Regions from separate parts of the Anas platyrhynchos genome. Here region 1 is linked to region 2. The links are chromatin contacts, called in public Hi-C maps. All regions are on one chromosome and are shown on one strand. The core of a region is the stretch at or near the end of the contact, and the rest is flanking DNA. Distances in the headings are between cores, read along the strand shown.

Region 1 (5,412 bases), core at 2,206-4,705, 45 kb before region 2:
GTGTACAACAAAAAATTAAGGTTGGAAAAGATGCCCGATGTAAACTAGAGCTGTGAGTCTGCCCTGCCAAGCTCAAGAATTCCTCACAGAAGGTAACATTCTGAAAATGGCAGAAAATAAAGCAAACTGCTTGTTAGGAAACAAGCTCTTAACGGTGTGTTAAATGCTCAGCTCATAACCTGCAGCTGTCCGGATCTTACAGTTCCCAAAGGGCAAGACTGTAAAATGTGACTGCCTGCCAAAGGTTTGCCATGCCATCTTGTGGGCAGAAAGGAAACTGACAAGGCAGCTGCGAACAGAAACCTTAACCATGAAGACACCATCTATATTACAATTAAATATCAGCAAAAGGCGTGAATGGACACAAAACTATGTGCAAGAACCCTTTAAAAAGAACCCACGTGCAGAACTATGACACTGATATTTGTATTATCAATATCAGAATGATCGATCTGAATTTGGGGTGGGATGGATGCAATAGCCCAGCAGCAGGGTGAGCTCTTTCCAGAAGCTTACTTGGCAAAGATTAGGGCAATGTATAAGAAAATGAAATACATTTATGAGACCAAAACCAAAGAGTAAATATTCTTCTTCTACTCTCAAGAAACACAAGAAACATTATGTTAAGAGAGGATCAACGGTCCCCTTCATAATATGCCTGATGTTTGTTTTTTTTTTATTATTTCCAGCAACACAATTAAAACGCAACCCCTCTGGGAGAATGACACTTCAAAAACAGATTGCCTTATACCTGGTGTGAGAGGTGCTGATGGTCCCTTCAGCCCCGTGGTTTCCACAATGCTGCCGTCTGTGTGAACGACTATGAGAGTGGCTTTTTCGGTATTCAAGCTGTCCCCAATTTGGAGGGCCGTTCTCCCAGACTATGGAGGAAATAAAAGAGTTTTAAATCATAGAGTTAAAATACCAATGTATTTTAGTATTCCCACAAATCTTCTCAAAGTTACCCTAAGACACTAACAATATGGCAATAACTAGGTTAGTTTTTGAGCTTTAGGCCAAGCAAATTCAAAGCTTACATGTTCTGGGTTGTTCCATTACAGAATGGGTGTATGTGGATAGAAAGGTAAAGAAAAATTCTCCAAGTGATAAGGAAAAAGCTGTATGTATATCAGTGGACGGTTTTGAGCCTTAATGTCTGTACACAGCAATGAAAACACATTTTTGATCTTGTACACAACTGAGCTCTCCATTTACACTAAGAAAGCGTGTGGGACTTCGCTAAGACCCTCAAATCAAAGGTCAGACTCACCAGTACATGTCCTGAAATTGAAGCTGCATTTGCCACAGATGTGGTGAAAACATTGTCTGCGGAGGCACCAACGTTGGCTACTGTTACTGTGGTGACTTCTGAAACATAAACCAGAAATAAATTCTGCTGTGTCCCGGGAGCCCGATTAACAGTTCAACATCAAAAGATATAACTGCATTTCCTTCTTCTTCCATATTGAGCATCTGTTTAATTTTTCATGACAACTTTAAGTCATTATAAATCCAATCACTCTGCTTTTTATTAAGCTTCAGGTTGAACGTAGAATAGTTTGGGTTGGAAGGGAACCATAAGGACCATCTGGTTCCAACACCTCCCACCAGACCAGGTTGCTCACAGCCCCATCCAGCCTGGCCTTGAACACCTCCAGACAACCACTAGGACACCAGCATGCTTTAACCTCCTTGAGAACATAACAGTACCATCAGCATGTGATGCACTAAGTGGAAAAAGAATATTCCCTCTTTACTAAAAAAAAAAAGTGATGTTTTTTTATTAAAAGAGATGACTGGCAAGCATCAAAATAAGGAGAACTGACCATGCCTCCGACATGTTAATTTTTAGGCTGCTGCTTGTTATCTGTATACCTTATCCAGTCAAAAACAGTTAAATGTTAGGCTGTAACTTGGATATGATATATACGATATATACTACATTTGACTGCCTAGCTAAAACCAGGGATTCTTCCATACCTTGCACAGGGTAAAAGTGAAAAACCAACAATGCTGAAGCTCATGTGTACAAGGAGGTAACAATCCAGCACTGTGAGATCTGATACTACCTGCGTTACCAGAGCATGCTTCCAAAATTCAGGATATTTCAGGGCACTTTTAAGGGGGAGATTTGCACATAGGGCCGAAATAATTTTAGACACCAACGGGAGGCTCCCGCTCCCCTCACTTTGTGGGATGAAAACAGTGAAGTCAGTGCTACTTTCTACAAGTCTGGGAGTCAGCACAGCTTTAGCGTGAACCTGGGACATGTTCACCATGTTACTGGGGGCAATAAATGTAATCAACTCTCCTCAGCAACACAACTGCGGACACCACAGCGAGAGAGACGGAGCAGCAGCGCACCCCTCCGCCTCAGCCGCCCGCCCGCCACTCACTGAGGCGCCGCCGGCGGTGCGCGTGTGGGAGGGGGGCGAGTGAGGGGAGCTGCGCATGCGCGCTGCCGCCCGCCCTGACCTGCGAAGGCGGCGGCCTCGTCGGCGCTGGGCAGGGCCCCGGCCGCCATCTCGAGGTGCTGGGCGTCCGCCGCCATCACCGTCACGGCCGTCACCCGCGCCGCCTCTTCCTGCCGCCGCTCCGCCTTCGCCTCCGAGGCCGCGGGCTGCGGCTGCTGCTGTTGCTGTGGCGGCCCCCGCTGTTGTTGTTGTTGATGTTGCTGTTCGGCTCCTTCCCCAGCCGCCGCCGCCACTGCGGCCGCCGCTGCCGCCGCCTCCGCTAAGCCCAGCTGCTTGGCCGCCGAGTCGGCGTCCTCCATGCGGGGCGGCCCGGGAGGGGTTTGGGGGACGGGGGGGGGGGGGAGCGGGACCCAGCCCGCCCGAGCGGCCCCGACCCCCGCCGAGAGGGCCCCGGGGCGGTGGGGGGGGGCCCCCGAGGCCGCTCGGGCGCTCGGCGGCCGAGCGGAGCCGAGAGGAGCCGAGCGGAGCCGAACGCGCCCCCCCCCGGGCGGGCCGAGCGCTTCCGAGGGGGCCCGAAGCGTGCCGAGCGCTGCCGGGCCTCGTCCGATGGCTGCCGAGGCGCGGGGCCCGCGCTGCCTGCCGGCTGGCCAATCCCAGCGCGGGACGCGGCCGAGGCCGCGGCCCGAAGCGATACCTGACAGCTCGGGCCTCCCCGCCCGAGCGCGCCCGAACAGGGCCGAGTCCCCGAGCGGTCCGGCCCGCGGGGTCGAAGAATCCCGAACCCGCTCGAGTCTTTTCCGATCTCGCCCGAAGGCGGCTGGAGGCGGTGGCGAGGAAAGCCGAGCTCTTCCGAACGCTCCTCCGAACGCCTTCGCCGGCCCGAACGGCGGCGCCCGAACGGGCACTGCCCGAAGCCGCCCGAAAGCGACCGAACCGGGCCGAACGCTCCGATCGCAGCCGAAGAGCGAGGGGCGGGGCGGGGCCGCGCGGCGCGGGGGCTGCCGGGACGCTGGAGGACCGCCGGGGGCGGGCGGCCGACATGGCGGCGGCCAGGCGAGGTGAGCGGAGCGGGGCCTCCGCCGCTCGGGGTCGACCCCCGGCCCCTTTCCACACGGGGACAGTGCCCGGTGCCTTTCCTACTCCTCCCGGTGTTGTTAAGGCCGCGGGAGGGGGGCCTGGCGGAGGGAGGGCTCTCCTAGCCCCAGGCCGTGTCGCGACAGTTACGACATGGCGCCGCGGGAGGGGGGGGGGGGGCAGGGGGCACAACAGCAGCCTGAAGGAGAATTCTGTCTTGCGATCATCGCACCGGGCGGTTTTACCTGCAGCTGGGGCTGCCTGCGTGCCCTTAATACAGTTATGGCACTAAAAACAAACAAAAAACAGACAAACAGAAAACACATTTTTTTTTCTTTTTTAAAGAAAATTGATTGTATTCTGTCTCCAGTAAGGAGGTGACCTGGGGGGAAGTCTCGGGCTGCAACCCCTGCTCGTCCCAGGTACCCAAAGAGTTTAGGTTCATTAAAGCGCTTACAGGAGGGCTGTGTAAGTGCTTTAATGGGAACCTGCACTGGAGACAATTGGTGCTACGCCCGGTTTTCTTTTGGACCCTACAAGTTTTAGGATAGGCAGAAATGAGGTGCCAGCCCGCGTGCAGCAGAAGGCACTGTTCAGGGTCTCACAAATGCAGAATGCCCATGTTGCTGCTGCAAGTCTGTGCGCTTCGTGTAAATGCTTTAAAGGTCCTGTTTTGCTTCTTCTTGGGTGCCAGAACTCTCACGTTCGATTTCAAAATGCCCCGGCAGCAATGCAGGCTTCATTAGTCCTAGCAGCGACATGGGCTCGGGTTGTTGGGGTTAGCAACCCACAGTTTTAATTCGAATATATGATTTTAGTTATGTATTCAATAATTATTACTAAAGCGCCGTATCGCTTTCACGTTGTGAGCTTTCGGTGTTTGACCTGTGTGAAATGTCCTCCACCCCTCACGGGGAGGCAGCATATTCTAAACAACAGTGCCTGCAAACCTGTGCGTGGAACAGATGCAAGAATGTGCTCGGTGCCCTCTGGTGGAAAAAGATCTTACAATGTACAAATAAACGCGGGGAGCTGCCATTAGGGAATTCAAAATGTTTCAGGTCGCCCATACGATAAAACCGCACTGCTGCAATTATCCCCCCTGGCATCCCACAGGGCTGATGAGTGGGTGATGATACGTTGGTACGCCTCGTATTTGGTTATGTTTGCTGCTCCTTAGGCAGAGCTCCATCTCTGGACGCCGCTTGTAGAACGATAACATGCCTGCACACGTAGCTGTGGTGTTTCACCTTAACACCCCGCTTCACAGCTGAGAATAACTGGAAGGTGGAGACATCTCCTTAGTCCTGAGCAAGGCAGGAAATGCACGGTCCTGATACAAGGCATTGCTTTCATGTGAGGGCTTCTCTGGGATGTAAATGTGAGCACACATTTAGCCATTAGTCACGGCAAAACAAGACATGTAATAAAACCTTTAACTACAATCCACAAAAAGAAAGAAAGCATTTATCAAAACGCTTTTTGGCCAAGTGAAGGGACCAGTCTGGTAGGAGCCTATGCTCCCTTCACAGAAAACGGAGCGGAGATGCAGCGTGCCCAAAGGCATTTCAAGTCATAGACAGTATGAATCACCTAAAATTGCTTGCCTATTTCCACTGTGTTCCCAAATTGGATAGCTTAATTGGGTGCCTAAAGTTAGTGGGGATTAATTTGGGCCCAAGTGCATAAAGCTATGAGGTGACGGGGACATTAACCTCACAAAGCCCAGGGATGGAGGTGGTGAGGTGAGCACGTCCTGCTGACACGATGATGATGAGATGCCTTTGCCAAGACAGGTGGCATGGCCTTCCACAGGAGGTTTTGCTCTCCCTGAAGCAGGGATTGTAACTTTTCCTTTCTTCCTGCCTCTGAAACAGGCTGAGAGTGTTGGGAGTTACTGAAGAAGTATTTAAATAGGTTGTTG
Region 2 (5,408 bases), core at 516-3,015:
GATTGCCTATTTTGTCATTTACAGCCCAGATCCTTACTTCTTCCTGCATTTAAATCAAAACTGAGCACTAGAAAAAGAGATTTCAGCGTTTTGCATCTCTGCTGCCCAGGAAAGCCCAGCTGTTCTCAGGCTGTGTAGTTCTATTTTGAGGATACCAGGAGGAAACATGAAAGGAGAGGTTCCCATGGGCTTAGGGGCCAGGTAGAAGCCAACAAGGAGGGTTTTCAGGAGAAGGAAGAAGCAGACATCTTAAAGGGAGGGACAGGAAAGAGAATATGCAGAAACACCCCTTTCCTCTGCCTGGGCAGCTTCTGGGATGTCACTCGAATGGCATCCTGAGACAAAATAGAGGCACATTGTTTGAGTTGTGTGGCTCTTAAAGGCAATACCTCCAGGGAGAATGAACAGAGGGAGTGGGAACCTCTGCGTTTCCCCACCACGCACCACCCATGCCTTATTTTATATCTTGCTGCCAGGTTTGTGCAGCTCCAGCTCTGCAGCAGCACCTGGCACTGGGCAACAGCCTTGCCACAGACCCCTAATGCGAGAATCCTGGCTGATAGCAGTGATTGCTCCCAAACTGGAGCAGGCAGAAACTCCTTTCTGCCTCCCCCTTGGCCCTCTTTGGCTCAGAGGCTGGTGGAGAGGGAGCTCCAGGCCCCCAGCACTGGCACCGAGCTACAGGGCCCTCACCAGGGCTGGAAAAGGCTGAAGGGGCCTGTGGCTGGGCTCCCTCTGTAAACCCCATCTCCCCAGTATCCAGCAGCTCTTGACACTGCTCAGCACCCTTCCTTTCAGAGCTGAAGATGTTTCCTGCCCTAAAGTAAAAATCCTTTGTTTCCAGACTGCCTGCTTCAGTCTTTTTCCACTCCCTTTTAAAAAGGAGCGGATGGGATGTGTTAAAGTCCAAATTTGCCTCCATCCCACACAGATGCAGTGTTCTCATTTCCATTAGTGTCATCGATGTGCATGAGAAATGCTTGGTGAGGAAATTGAGGTTACTGAGAGAAAAAAGTTACCCACATGAGACACAACTCCCTGCGGACGTGTGTTGCCGTGTGCCCTGTCCCAGACCTTGCCCCACATTTGAAGTAGAGCAGACTGCAATTAAAACAGCAAACAAAGTGCCATCGACCCTTCAATGTGAGCCTAAGGTGGGAACTGGCCGTGCTGAAATATTAATTCATTTCCTCAAGGTCACTCTGGGAGCTACGGGTTGAGCACTGAGCTGTGGGTGCTCCAGCCCTGGAAGTGTTCAAGGCCGGGTTGAATGGGGCTAGGAGCAGCCTGGTCTGGTGGGAGGTGTCCCTGCCTGGGCCAGGGGGGTTGGAATGAGATGATCTTTAGGATCCCTTCCAATCCAAGCCATTCTGTGGTTCTGTGTGATTCTGTGAAGGTACAAAGTACACGGGTGTCCTGCCAAGCTGATGAGACACTTCTCAGGCTTGAAAACAAAAAGGGTTAGAAATCTGTTGCTATCAACCCTTGCCAGGCTTCAAACAAAAGCACCAGCATCCTTTTTCATTTCTATCCTCTCTGGGCCCCTCTTTGTATGATTAAGATGTTCCTGCATCTGCAGGCAGTTTTGCTACCAGTGCTCAGCCCTGTGTCTTTGCAGAACTACCACGAGGGGCTCAGTTTAAAAGGTCTTCTGTGATGGCAACTTTTGTTTCACCTAAAATGAAGATCCCAAGTTAAATCCCACAGAAAGGAAACCTTCAGGCCAGTGCTTGTTCTGGAGAGACACCTGCTGGCAGAGCCCTAGAGCTGAGCTCTGAAACGTGTTCATCCTCCCTTCTGTTTCGATGGAAGTCAAGCAGAAATAAAAACATAACAGAGATGCAAAAGAGGCCAGGGGAAAAGGTTCGCGCTAAAGGGGTGGAACTCAAAGCAAGAGCTTGACCCAGAGCCTGATCCCAGCTCCACCACCCCTTGTGTCTGTCCGAAGCAGAGCAGTCACAGGGGGACAGTGCTGAGCAGTAAAATGCTGCAGAAGACCAGCGGTCTAATATACTTGACAGTTAAAAGCCAGTTTTTAACTGTCCTTCCTGCCAGCACTCTCATTTTAGGAAAGCCAAAGAAACCCCAAATTCCCATTTGGTGTGGGCTGAATCGAAGTAAGCTGAAACAAGAGCACTCACGGGTAAGCTGGCTCAAAATCACATCTAGTTCTAGGCAGGAAAACCAAGGCATGTAACTGCATGTTACGTGTGGGGGCACACACGCTCCTCAGGAAGGATGTGTGGCTTGTTTGTAGAAATCCTGGCTATCGGTGCCAAGAAAGCACTTGCCTATTAGTTATTCTAACTCCTGTCAACTCTCCAGGAAAGATGAGTAGCAGATTTGGGCCAGTTTCCCCTCCATTTGCACAGGATCTGCTGGCAGGTGGATTAAATAGAAGTGATTCAGTTGAGAATTGAATGCTAGGAGCCCCCCAGAACTAAGCTGAAGCTCCTGATGGATGCTTTTGGGTTTTTTGCTCTTGTAACAGCAGCACGCTCTGTTCACTGCAATTACTCCCCCCAGGTGCTTCCCCACATACAGGATTTAAAGGAGAACACTCGTTAAGTGTTGGCCTAATTACTTCCCAGCCACTTGCCCACTTCCAGGAGTCTCTGTGGCTCCCGGTGGTTCTGGAGCAGATGTAAAGGACAGGCTTGGTAGACTTGAAGCAAATGACTCCATGGTTTAGGAGCAACCAGGAGACTGTGCTTTCCTAGGGCAAAGTGAACAGAGAGTACCTTTCTTGGGATGCAGCCAGGAGTGAATGCAAAGGCTGCCAGAGGCACTGCCAGCACTGAGCGTGACAGCTTTCCCGTATCCGTATGCCCTTCTGTCCCCCTGTCACTGTCCCTCCCACAGCAGCCACGATAAGATGTACTCAGGCACCTTAAAAAAAAAAAAAAAAAAAAAAGAGGCTGCTGACAATTCTTCAAACAGCACAAAAGCAGACCTGGTGTCGCTCCCTTCTGCTCTTCTTTTGATTTCATCACCCACACTCACCACTCGTCCTCCTCTCGTTGTGATGGGAATCCATCCCACAGCCATTTTACTGCATCCCTGCTGATGGTGGCTGGGCTCAGGGAGAGCTGCTCGAGCCCTGGGTACATATTACCAGTACGTCTTGTAAGTCTCTGGGGAGCGCTTTTCAATCAAAATGTGGCATGCTGCTAAAAATATAAACCAAAGAAACATGTTGGGAGGTTTTATCTGGGTCTGGCAAAACTTCACCAAAAGAGAGAGAGAGATAGATGGATGGATGGATGGATGGATGGATGGATGGATAGATAGATAGATAGATAGATAATTTAGAAACTGAGTTCAAATTACCAGAGTTTCTATGAGGATATTCTTTTTCTGGGTGCCAGTCTCTCTAAATAGGAAATTTGTAAAATGAGACCACATGTTCCATGTTTACAGGGAAAGGGAAAAAAATAGAGAAGCCAAAATCCCAGAGAAGGCATTAAAGAGAGCTTTGAAGTAAACCACAAATAAACTAAGAATAATATATATTTATTTAAAACACAAGCAGCCCCAGAGTTTGCTGTGCCATGAAATCCTCTTGGTTGTGACTATTGCTGCAGAGGCCAGGATATTATAACACAAGCTATTTCCAGCTTAGGATGGGTGAAAACATATAACATGACAATTACATTTTCTAAGCAAACCAGAGATCAGAGGATGTCCTCTGCTGGTGAGGAAGATGTTTTCAGTTTGGTTAGTCACAAATCACTCTGAGACTTGAGACCTGGTAGAGGAGTAGAGGACTCACTGGACACATACCAATTAATTTATGAGTAAAACCTGACAGGGTAAAATCTTATAGGATTGTATGCCATAGCCTCATTAAAATCCAAGCAATGTATTTTTTTCCAATTGCTCTTAGTGCTGCTTTCCAGTGAGAAATGCAGGAAGTAATAAAGATTTGTTGCCTCATAAAAATATTGTTCAAAAAAGCCAGGCTCTGACTGGTTGGCCTTGATCCGTACAGCCCTTCCTATCAGCCCTACACTGTGCCTTGCCAGTAAGAAATGTAAGAAATCAAACCAGCAACGTCACAGCGGCGCAGAGGGTTCCTTCTCGAGTCTAGAGGACATGTAAATGGGCTGTTGTGTCCAAACTGGAGGATTGTGGCTGGATTTTATTTCTTGCCACATGCACGTAACAGCCCTGTGCCGGCCTGCTCAGCCTGTTCCTCTTCTTCCCAGCCCTCTTCCACGAGTGTCCTTGTCACTTGTTGTCTGAGGCTTCCCCGTACACAAGATTTCATTTCCTCCATAACCAGTGCTGGAATCAAATTAGCAGTGACGTTACAGGATACAACTTGAATGTGCATCCTATACACCTAATTTGCCAATCTTCGAGACAAAAGTTGATGTCCTTGATTCTCAACACTGATTGAAACTGGAAGCTCAGAGAATAGCACCCCACCATGAGAACTATAATTCTCCCTAATATTCTGATAAACAGACGTTGAACTGAAAGCTTGTTGTCTTTTTTTTTTTCAGAACAAAGGAAAAAATATTCCAACTCCAATATCATTATGCATGAGACTTCACAGTACCATGTACAGGTGAGTATGCAATGAAATTTTATGGGACTGAGAGGCCTACGTCAGTGATAGATGCTGATAATGAAATGTATTTCATTTGTCCTGGAGTTTATTAGGTCAAAGACCAGCTGGGGAACCTTCTTACAATACACAAGTGTTGCTCTCCACACCCTGGGAGAGGCAAACAGCAAAGCTGCTCCATTCTTCCTTAAGGGAGGTGGGACTTCCCCATTGCCCTACTTCTTTTTCCCAGCTGCTGCATGCAGATAAATTTGCCTCCTGAGCTTCCCTCCGAGGGGTTGTAATTTCTAGCTCCTGGACTGCAGGGCATGCCTGCAGACAGCCACCCACTGTAATTCCCCTCCTTGTGCTGTGGGCCACCCTGGAGCAAGTGGCTGAGACCACGCAGATCCTCTCCATCCATGGAGCATGCTGCTGAAGCTGGGATCCTCGGGGCCTCTCAGATTCCTTTGTGACAAAGAGGGATGAAAGGAAAGAGCATATGTAGGTGAAGCACAGGAGTTTGTTCACCAAACATGCTTTGAGGAGACAAACTAAAGGACGAGAGAACAAACTACAGGAGAGCAGCAGAAGTCCTGAGATGATTCCTCTCCAAAGACTGACCTCACTCCTTCCTATGAGTCAGAGGCTTCGGGCTGGACTGGATCTCTTTCTTTCCTCTCACACACTGCCTGCTCTTTCTAGAAGTAACACCAACTCTCCTGCTGCTTTTATTTCTCTGCTGCTCTTCTCCAACTCCTACCTGTGAAGAGCAGCAGTCATTCCATTATGGTATGACACTATCTGAAAATCAATGCAAATAAACTCTGGTATAGCCCACAGATCCTCCCGCAAG

Evidence for each region. A called contact is a pair of places that touch in the nucleus more often than the background predicts.
Region 1: a Hi-C map of subcutaneous adipose tissue shows a contact between it and region 2, with 1.9 times the contacts expected there. The contact joins the promoter of DEAF1 here to the enhancer-like site in region 2. A contact is called at or near these places in 3 of 8 Hi-C or Micro-C datasets (F5 follicle, skeletal muscle and subcutaneous adipose tissue).

The regions. Positions count from the first base shown.
Region 1 is chr5:30,820,924-30,826,335 of IASCAAS_PekinDuck_T2T, reverse strand. It overlaps DEAF1 (DEAF1 transcription factor), which reads right to left and starts at 3,455. Exons shown (of 13, transcript XM_072038642.1): 1 at 3,109-3,455; 2 at 1,271-1,368; 3 at 753-881. The coding sequence starts at 3,455. TMEM80 (transmembrane protein 80) reads left to right here and starts at 3,357. Exons shown (of 5, transcript XM_027458104.3): 1 at 3,357-3,472. The coding sequence starts at 3,454.
Region 2 is chr5:30,774,653-30,780,060 of IASCAAS_PekinDuck_T2T, reverse strand. It overlaps EPS8L2 (EPS8 signaling adaptor L2), which reads left to right. Exons shown (of 20, transcript XM_038179458.2): 3 at 4,509-4,573. It overlaps LOC119717031 (a long non-coding RNA gene), which reads right to left. Exons shown (of 3, transcript XR_005265980.2): 3 at 1-5,408. Among named protein-coding and RNA genes, the nearest start is that of TALDO1, 30 kb to the right of the region's middle. Within about 2 kb of position 1,765, at least 2 of the 8 cell types and tissues checked have an H3K27ac peak or open chromatin away from gene starts, as enhancers often do. A contact at or near this core is called in subcutaneous adipose tissue, where this site is marked.